Regions from separate parts of the Sus scrofa genome. Here region 2 is linked to region 1. The links are chromatin contacts, called in public HiChIP or PLAC-seq maps. All regions are on one chromosome and are shown on one strand. Each heading gives the region's core, a stretch centred on a gene start, on an enhancer-like site or on the middle of the called end of the contact. The rest is flanking DNA. Distances are from core to core; before and after follow the strand shown. Region 1 has its middle 240 kb from the start of BTG1. Region 2 has its middle 80 kb from the start of BTG1.

Region 1 (3,966 bases), core at 1,101-3,600:
TGACGTAAGCTCTCCAGTGGTTCCATTGATGTGTCTCTTTTTTGGTTTGTGTTAAAGAAGTAACGCTTCTGTCCAGGGTGGAGGTTGAGGATGGGGACGCTTACTAAGTTGATAACACCCTGCAAAGAAATCCCCAGTACCAACTTCTTTAAAGTCATTCTTGATAGATTGGAGGTTGTCAGTGTTTACGTGGGTGGAACCACCCCCATAACCTCTTACCAGGTCCCTTCAGCTGCCACCTCGCTTTAGAATGTGGGGCTCCTTGGCACCAATTATATGGGGCCTCCTCTGAATCCTGTACAGAAGAGGAAATGCCCCCATTTAACTGCGCATTACACATGCCTTAATATATTCAACGCACACTAATATCTCTTATGAGAAATACAGCAAGAGAAACCAAAGCTGAAACGAGGACCAGCCAGAGGTATCGCCCCGAGGCTCTGTCATGTTTTTTTATAATGCATAAGGCCCACAAAAATGCATAGGGAAGAAAAAAAATGGAAAATATTAATTTTATGTACCAATTCTTAGCTTCATAGGGTGAGTCTTACAGCCATTAGAATGTAGACACAGATTAAATTTCACTTGTAAAAGGCTCACTTTGCTCTAGCCCCTCGTTCACGGCCATCCTACACCGAATTAATTTCCCCTATAAATACTTATCTGTGCTTAGGCTTGCACTTGTCCTTTGGTTTTTGTTGTGTTTGACCTTTATAACAATACCCTTATTTGCCCAGAAATCCCCTGTTGGCAGCACTGTTTCCAAATGAGCTCAAAAACATTAAGGCCACCAGCAATGATGCTAGAGCTAAGAGTCCCAGTTAAAAAAAGAAAAAGCAGTTCAGATTGAATATCAGTTCCCTGACCCATGTCAGCTAGGGATTAGCTGTGCATTTTATCAAGTTAAAAACTCACAAATTTCTGAAACTCTTTTACTTTTTTATAATACCCTATAACAGTGCTTCTCAATCAAGATTGCCTATTAGAGTCACTCGGGGAGTATTTGGAAATTCCAATACTCAGACAGCAGCCCACTCTAATTAAATCAGAATCTTTGTGTTGGGAGCCAGGTATCATTGTCTTTAATGGTATTCCCACGTGCAGCCAAGTTTGAGTGCCACTGCTAACAGCTTTTGTCTGGTGTGTAATTTCTACCCATTCATAGCAGAGCACATAATTAAAATCCTTAAGGAACTCCATCCCATCTTTAGATAGGAGCGATAGAGAGTGCATCGCCTAGGCTTTGCTAAGTTCAGTTTGCCTGCTCAGTGACTCTAAATGTTGATTAGGCTCCGTCATTTAAAGTGAAGTTCTAAGAACAAAATTTTAATTGTTTAGTTTTTCTTGAAAGCTCAGCTGTGTAGGCAACAGTGGCTTCTCCCCATGACAAGCAGCTGGTGCTGGGTAGCAGCAGATGGCTTTAGAGGGGGCCGGTGCTTCCACCTTTGCCCACAAGCCTCACTCACTAGCATCTCCTGTCTGCCCTATAGGAAGAGTTCTGGACACCTGGCATTGTTCAAATTTGGAGAAGTCTTTCAAACCTTAGCCTCTTCCATGTTAGAACGCAGGCAACTCCAACTTACTCCGGAGAGGCTTCTTTGATTGAAATGGTTCGAACAGTCCCTTAACCCCTGGATTGTTTAAAAGGTGATTGGGTTTCTCTCTTAGGTTCTCTGCCAGCTCGTTTTGCAGCCGCCCTCTCTCTCCCCCACCCCAAGAGAGTTTGTTCTGTTCTTTTGCTTTAAAAAGAAAACAAAGTGTGACTACACATCTATTCTCCAAAGACCACAGCTTCTCAAGGCTGAGAGCCAGATGCCTGTTTTGTTTTCCATCTAGAGCTGTACATGCAGAGAAAGTCAGCGGTGCAAGGCCCTTCTGCTTTGACCTTCCAAGGGCTGAATGCACAGCTAGTCAACAGTGGAGCTGAAAATAGAACCCAGGACTTTCAAATCATTGTTCTGCTCACTGGGCTGTGCTTCCTCCCATAAGAACTTGGTTAAACAACGTCCTGTTTTGCAAAAGTAGAAATCATATACTTGTGAGAAATTGGATGCCGAAGAAATACAGGCCCCACCCTCAGGAGAGATGGCACTGTGGCATCAAAGAAGCATGAATTCATTTCTAGCCCTGCAGCGTATAGACTGGATACGCTCAGAAATGTGTGTTGAATCATCATCTTTGTAGTGTGTGCCATGTCGAACAAGGAGTCCTCACTGAGGGCCAAGCGTGTATTCACCTAACAACCCACGGAAAGGAAATGTAGAATGTTGGAAAGAGTATCATGAAGGTGACAGGACGCGTGATAGAGGTGGTCAGGGACCTGGAATCTGAGTCGGGTGGCTTTTTGAGATAGGGTAGCAAGTGCTGTGGGAGGGACCAGAGGTTAGGTAACCGGTGATTCTCAGCTTAGGGATGTGTGTGGCCCGCAGAGAAGGGAGCAAGCAGATCTAAACAACAGGAGGATTAGGATAACCGACCCTTTCCAAAGCTCCTAGGAAGAGTTCAGAGCTCGCTCTTTCGTCCCACCATTTTGCAGAGAGCTCCTCTCTCCTTTAGGGAGATTGCATTGGCTTTCAGGAAGGCAGGAACCATGGGGTTCTCACTGCTGTCGCCCCCGCAGGCCTAGCACACAGCCTGTTCTGGGAAACAGAGCGAGCCAAGGACCCGACCTTCTGAGTTCCAGCCCTGGCTCTACAATCTCCCACCTGCGAGACTTGGGGCAAGTGACTTTGTCTGCGTGTCTCAATTTCCTCATTTGCAAAACAGACATAGTAATCGTCGTTCTCACCTCCAACAGTCACTGTGAAAACTGAGTTACTGCTTGTGAGGTTCTTAGAATATAGTACTTGGTACATAGTAGGCATTCATTAAGTGTTAGTTATTGGGGGCTATCAATACCTAATTTATAAATAGTCTAGCTAATAGTATTGGAGAGACTATGCCACGTGACTTGATAAACATTTTGCATGGATTATCTTCATTCTAAAAACAAGTACACAAGACAGCTTCTTTTATTGCTTCATATTACGGATGAGGCACTGAAGCACTCAGGGGTGAAGTAACTTACTCAGGGCCACACAGCTGGTGACAGGAGAAGGATTTGAAACTCTAATGGTCTGAAACCACATCTTTCACCACTCTTCTGCCAGTGAAGCTTGTATTTCCTAGGAGGTGATAGCTGCTTTATGATATTCTTTTGAGGCTCAAACATAATTTATTGACACTCTGAAAGTATTAAAAATATATCTACATATGTGAGGTGATGGTGATGACTAATAAACACACAAGAAATCCGCTCTCATTAGCCTCACTTAGCATCTCCAAAGGTGTTAAAGAGAATAATTGGCTTTAGGAACCAAAGAACAAGGAAAACTAGTCATTGCAATAGACCAAAATGCAATTTGATATGTGGGTGTCACCTATTCAAGATAACAGCCGTTGAATAAATTAACAAAAGAGCTTGTTGAGAACTGAAGTGACATGATCTTTCCCTTGTTTCTTGGCTGAAATGTACCCAGTTATGATACATTTTATTTACTTAGGTGCCTTGATCACTGAGTGGTTTTCTCAGCCATAAATATGAGGGGAAATGGTGAGATTATTTTTGTTGCAGAAATTATTTGGAGTGTTCTAGTGTTCTGGAAAGCAAACCAACCTTGAGGTTGGGAAATGAGGTTTCTGGCTGTGGCTTCATTATCAAGTAATTCCCTCTAGAACTTGAAGCAAATCTCTTAGCCTTTTAGAGCCTCAAATTTCTCTGTTTGAAAACAGAGCTTTGGATGCCACTGATTTATAAAATTCCTAGTTCCCGTGGAAATCTTTGATTTCCTCCCTCCTGGAAATTTTTATTATAAAGCATACCTTTTCATATCCCCACCCCCGTATATGTATTTAAACCTTTTTGAAATCAGATTATTTCAAAATTAAACCATACATTAAACTTACATCTTTTTCATCTTCTTCCCC
Region 2 (3,853 bases), core at 362-2,861, 320 kb after region 1:
TACACACATCCATATATGTATGCACATATATAATTATTAATTCCCTGTAGAGTTTCACTGAATCTTACTACTACCTACCAAACATTTGATTTAGGAGTCAAAGAGAAATTTGAACTAGTTTGGAAGGAAGACAGGTGTGCTTAAGACCCAATTGACCCAACCCTCTTTCAAACCTTTTGATCCTGTGACACTGTAATTCATCCTCTCTTCCCAACATGAACCTCATCTTTTCTTGTGGGCTTCCCTCTTGTACTACCTGCCTCTGTTACCCATCAGAGGAGTTTCTATATCCAGTTAGATTCAAAAAAAGACCACACATCTCCTGCCCATTAATTCTTTCTATAGAAAGTATCTAGAGAAGCAGCAGGCTGCCAAGTCTGGTGTCAGAGAAACATAGTTAACATGCATTTCTCCCCTGCCACCATTACTTTCTTTCACTTATATATTCCATTTTGGCATTTTGGTACCCGAGACACAATTTTACTTATAGCTACATTAAAATATGAATATCAGTTGTGGAGGTTTGCTAGCAACAATTATGCCAGTAAAATTATCGTTCCGTCTAAGCATTTCAGAAAAGCACAATTCGACCTACTCAGAAACATTTCCTAGTAATCTAGGTTCCTTTCACCATGAATTCTATTTAAAGTCATAAGAAAAAAGCAAGACATAGAAATGTAATTATTTAATCTAAAATGTGACAGGCAGTAATGGTTCTCCTTTATCCGAGGACAGTGTGTCTCATACTTGAAAGTTAACTAAAGGGCAGTGATTCTTTATGAGTCTTCCCTTGGGTGACCATTACTGAGCGTCTAAGGTGAAGTTCTAAGTCAGGGCATTCCTCCTCCCTCCCTACCCTGAAAGAGTATTAGAGAAGTGTCACTTCAACAAAGCAAGTCTGGACTCAATGCCAAAAAATTTTAAGCAAGAGAATTTTATATGCAGATTGCCTAATACAAGACAACTTTATAGTTTATAGAACATTTTTTTTAGTGTTGTTCCCTGTTAAATTTTATTATATAAGGCACATCCTTTTTTTCTTTATTTCAATCCTTAAATAAGAAAATAGAGTTGCATGAAGGAACATGATGGAGAATAGTGTGAGAAGAAGAAAAAAATACACAACACACACACACACACTCATATATATATGTATAGCTGGGTCACTTTACTGTACAGTAGAAATTGACAGAACACTGTAAATCAACCATAATGGAAAAAATAAAAATCATAAAATAACAAAAAAAGGAAATAGATTTGTTGCTTCTCACCCCAGAAACTTCTTTACAGAATCATAGGAGCTTAGAATTGCAAGGGACATTTTAAGTCAGCCGACATTAGAAATTAGCTACTTTAAACTTTTGCTAAATGCTCCTTTAAAAGACAAAAACAAAAACTGCCACTTGACACAAGGGAAAGCAAGATTCTGTGAATGCCTGAACTCTGTTTCATGTCCTACTTCTGTCTTCCTCTGAACTTTGTTTAAATGGCTTTACCAGGAGGACTTTCCAGGGGTGGGGTTGTGTGCTGGAACACGTGTAAGACTCCACTGTGCCCTGCCTTCTAGGGGGAGGTGATTTCAGCAGGGGATTTTTGCTCCAAGGATGGAGGGTGTATGTGTGCTTTTGCTTTTTTTTTTTCTTCCCCCTGCTCAGCACAGCTGGTAGTTCCCTACTGACTGGTGTTTGTTTTGGAGTCACGTGGCAAACGGGGTTTCTGCCAATGTTTATTCATTACACATTCAAATATAACACTCTAACGCCCATTCACTGGACCACTTCAGTGTTGCTATCCAATTCTCCTGCCAGAAACGGAAAGTTTATTCCCAGAGCAAAAGCTGCTTTCTTTGCCAATGCGGGTTTCATGCATAACAGGCATATTTTAGGACTGTTGCTTTTTAAAATATTAAGTTCGTTTAATCATTTCGTGTTTACATTATGTGAGATGGGTCGGTCCTATCTGAAATGTTTCTTAATTGGTACCGTATTGATTAGAGAATAACTTCCTTGTACGTGGGAAGGAGGATCACGATGCCTTCCTTCATCACTACGCTGATAGAAACGGAAGCAGTTTTACTCCTCTTTGGGGCCTCTCGCTGTGGGAGAGGCCCCAGAGATAATACATCTCTGCTATATTGTGTGGGCACAAGGCCACGTGACTTGTTCTGGCCAATGACCTGAGGATGACGGTCACTTTATTCTTTTTTTTTTTTTTTTTTTGGCCACCGCATAGGCATGTGGAAGTTCCCAGGCCAGGGATCGAAGTAATGCCACAGCAGTGGCAACGCTGGGTCCTTAAGCCACTGTGCCACCAGGAAATTCCTGGTGGCCACCTTCTACCAGAGGCTTTAAGAGCCAGTGTGAGGTCCATCCCTCTTGCTCTCACTCTGCCCCGTAACTGGCTATTCCAGGTAGAGGTCGCTTTGTCCTCTGGGTCCAGCTGTAAACACAAACTACATCGAAGCCACAGGTAACATGGGACATGAAAAAGAGATCAAGCTTTGTTACTGTGAGCCCTTGCGATCTGAAGGCCATGTGTTGCTGCAGCATAACCTGGCTCATCCTGACCAATGCAGGCTGCATACCAGAAAGAGCAGGTAGAACCTAAGTTCAAACCTTAGTCCTGCCATTACATAGTGATGTGAATTTGGACATGCCTAGGTGTCCATGACCTTTACAACCCAAACCTCAGTCTCTCAGGAGTGGGCACAACAACCACCACCCTCTGGATCTCACAGGATTGGTATGAGGCTAAAACGCATCATTTATGTTACTGAAAAGGATCATCCTGCCTTTATAACTACAAAGCCCTGGGACAGTTGGCTTTTCCCTCTTTAGTGAGTTGCATATACTGATTTTCACTTCTTTTCAACTTTCGAATAAGTAGAAGTTCCGAAGTGTATCATCCTCACAAAGTTTTATAGGCAGTTAAGCACACACACTCACATATTCTTGTCTGAGAATGGCACTTCTGACTGTGCAGGACGATTCTTTTTAAGCCTCCAGCTTTGAAAGTAGAGTCATGTTGAGCCATGTGGATACTTGCTCGGCCAGGCCAATCAGCTGATTATATTTTTTCTAAGCCATAAGGCCAAACTGCTTCCCTTTTTGTTTTTTGTTTTTTATTTTTAGGGCCGTATTCACGGCATCTGGAAGTTCCCAGGCTAGGGGTCAAACCAGAGCTGCAGCTGCCGGCCTACACCACAGCCACAGCCAGACAGGATCTGAGCCGTGTCTGCCACCTACGCCATAGCGCAGGGCAACGCTGGATCCTTAACCCACTGAACAAGGCCAGGGATCGAACCCACTTCCTCATGGATCCTAGTCAGGTTCGTTAACCGCTGAGCCACGAAGGGAACTCCCTGCTCCACTTTTTGAGAGAACATTATTAATGATAGGATATTATTATATCATTTATTTTACTAGGAAGAATTAGGGGAAAGAATATTACTTTAGAGTCATGTAGACCTGACACTTAATAGTAAATATTTATTGAATAAATGACTGAATCAACTCAAATCTCACCAACAACTTCTAACTGTGTGATCTTGTGCAAAACACTTAACCTTTCTGAGCTTCAGTTTGCTCACTTGCAACATACAAAATAATAATCTCCTCCTAGTGCTTTTTTTAAAAAAGTGGACTAACAAAGTGGTAGAGGTATGAGGGATCTCAGAATGCTTAGTAAAAATTTAATAAGCATGAAAGTTTATTAGCTATGCTATATCCTGGAGTGGATAGCCAGCCTATAGAAAAAAGAGTGGGCTTTTGAGCTTGTTTGCAAGGTTCCATTAACAAGGGCTTGAGATTTCTTCTGAAAAAAATCAATAGCATTTTGATAAGACTATGCTTTC

The links. HiChIP or PLAC-seq counts read pairs in DNA pulled down with a chosen protein or histone mark.
Region 2: an H3K27ac HiChIP or PLAC-seq map of skeletal muscle shows a contact between it and region 1, with 4 times the contacts expected there. The contact joins two enhancer-like sites. A contact is called at or near these places in 1 of 47 Hi-C or Micro-C datasets (embryonic fibroblasts) and 1 of 2 datasets of contacts at active chromatin or transcription factors (skeletal muscle).

Annotation. Positions count from the first base shown.
Region 1 is chr5:90,568,516-90,572,481 of Sscrofa11.1, forward strand. No RefSeq gene overlaps it. Among named protein-coding and RNA genes, the nearest start is that of BTG1, 240 kb to the right of the region's middle. Within about 2 kb of position 2,351, at least 13 of the 83 cell types and tissues checked have an H3K27ac peak or open chromatin away from gene starts, as enhancers often do. A contact at or near this core is called in skeletal muscle, where this site is marked.
Region 2 is chr5:90,893,755-90,897,607 of Sscrofa11.1, forward strand. No RefSeq gene overlaps it. Among named protein-coding and RNA genes, the nearest start is that of BTG1, 80 kb to the left of the region's middle. Within about 2 kb of position 1,612, at least 29 of the 83 cell types and tissues checked have an H3K27ac peak or open chromatin away from gene starts, as enhancers often do. A contact at or near this core is called in skeletal muscle, where this site is marked.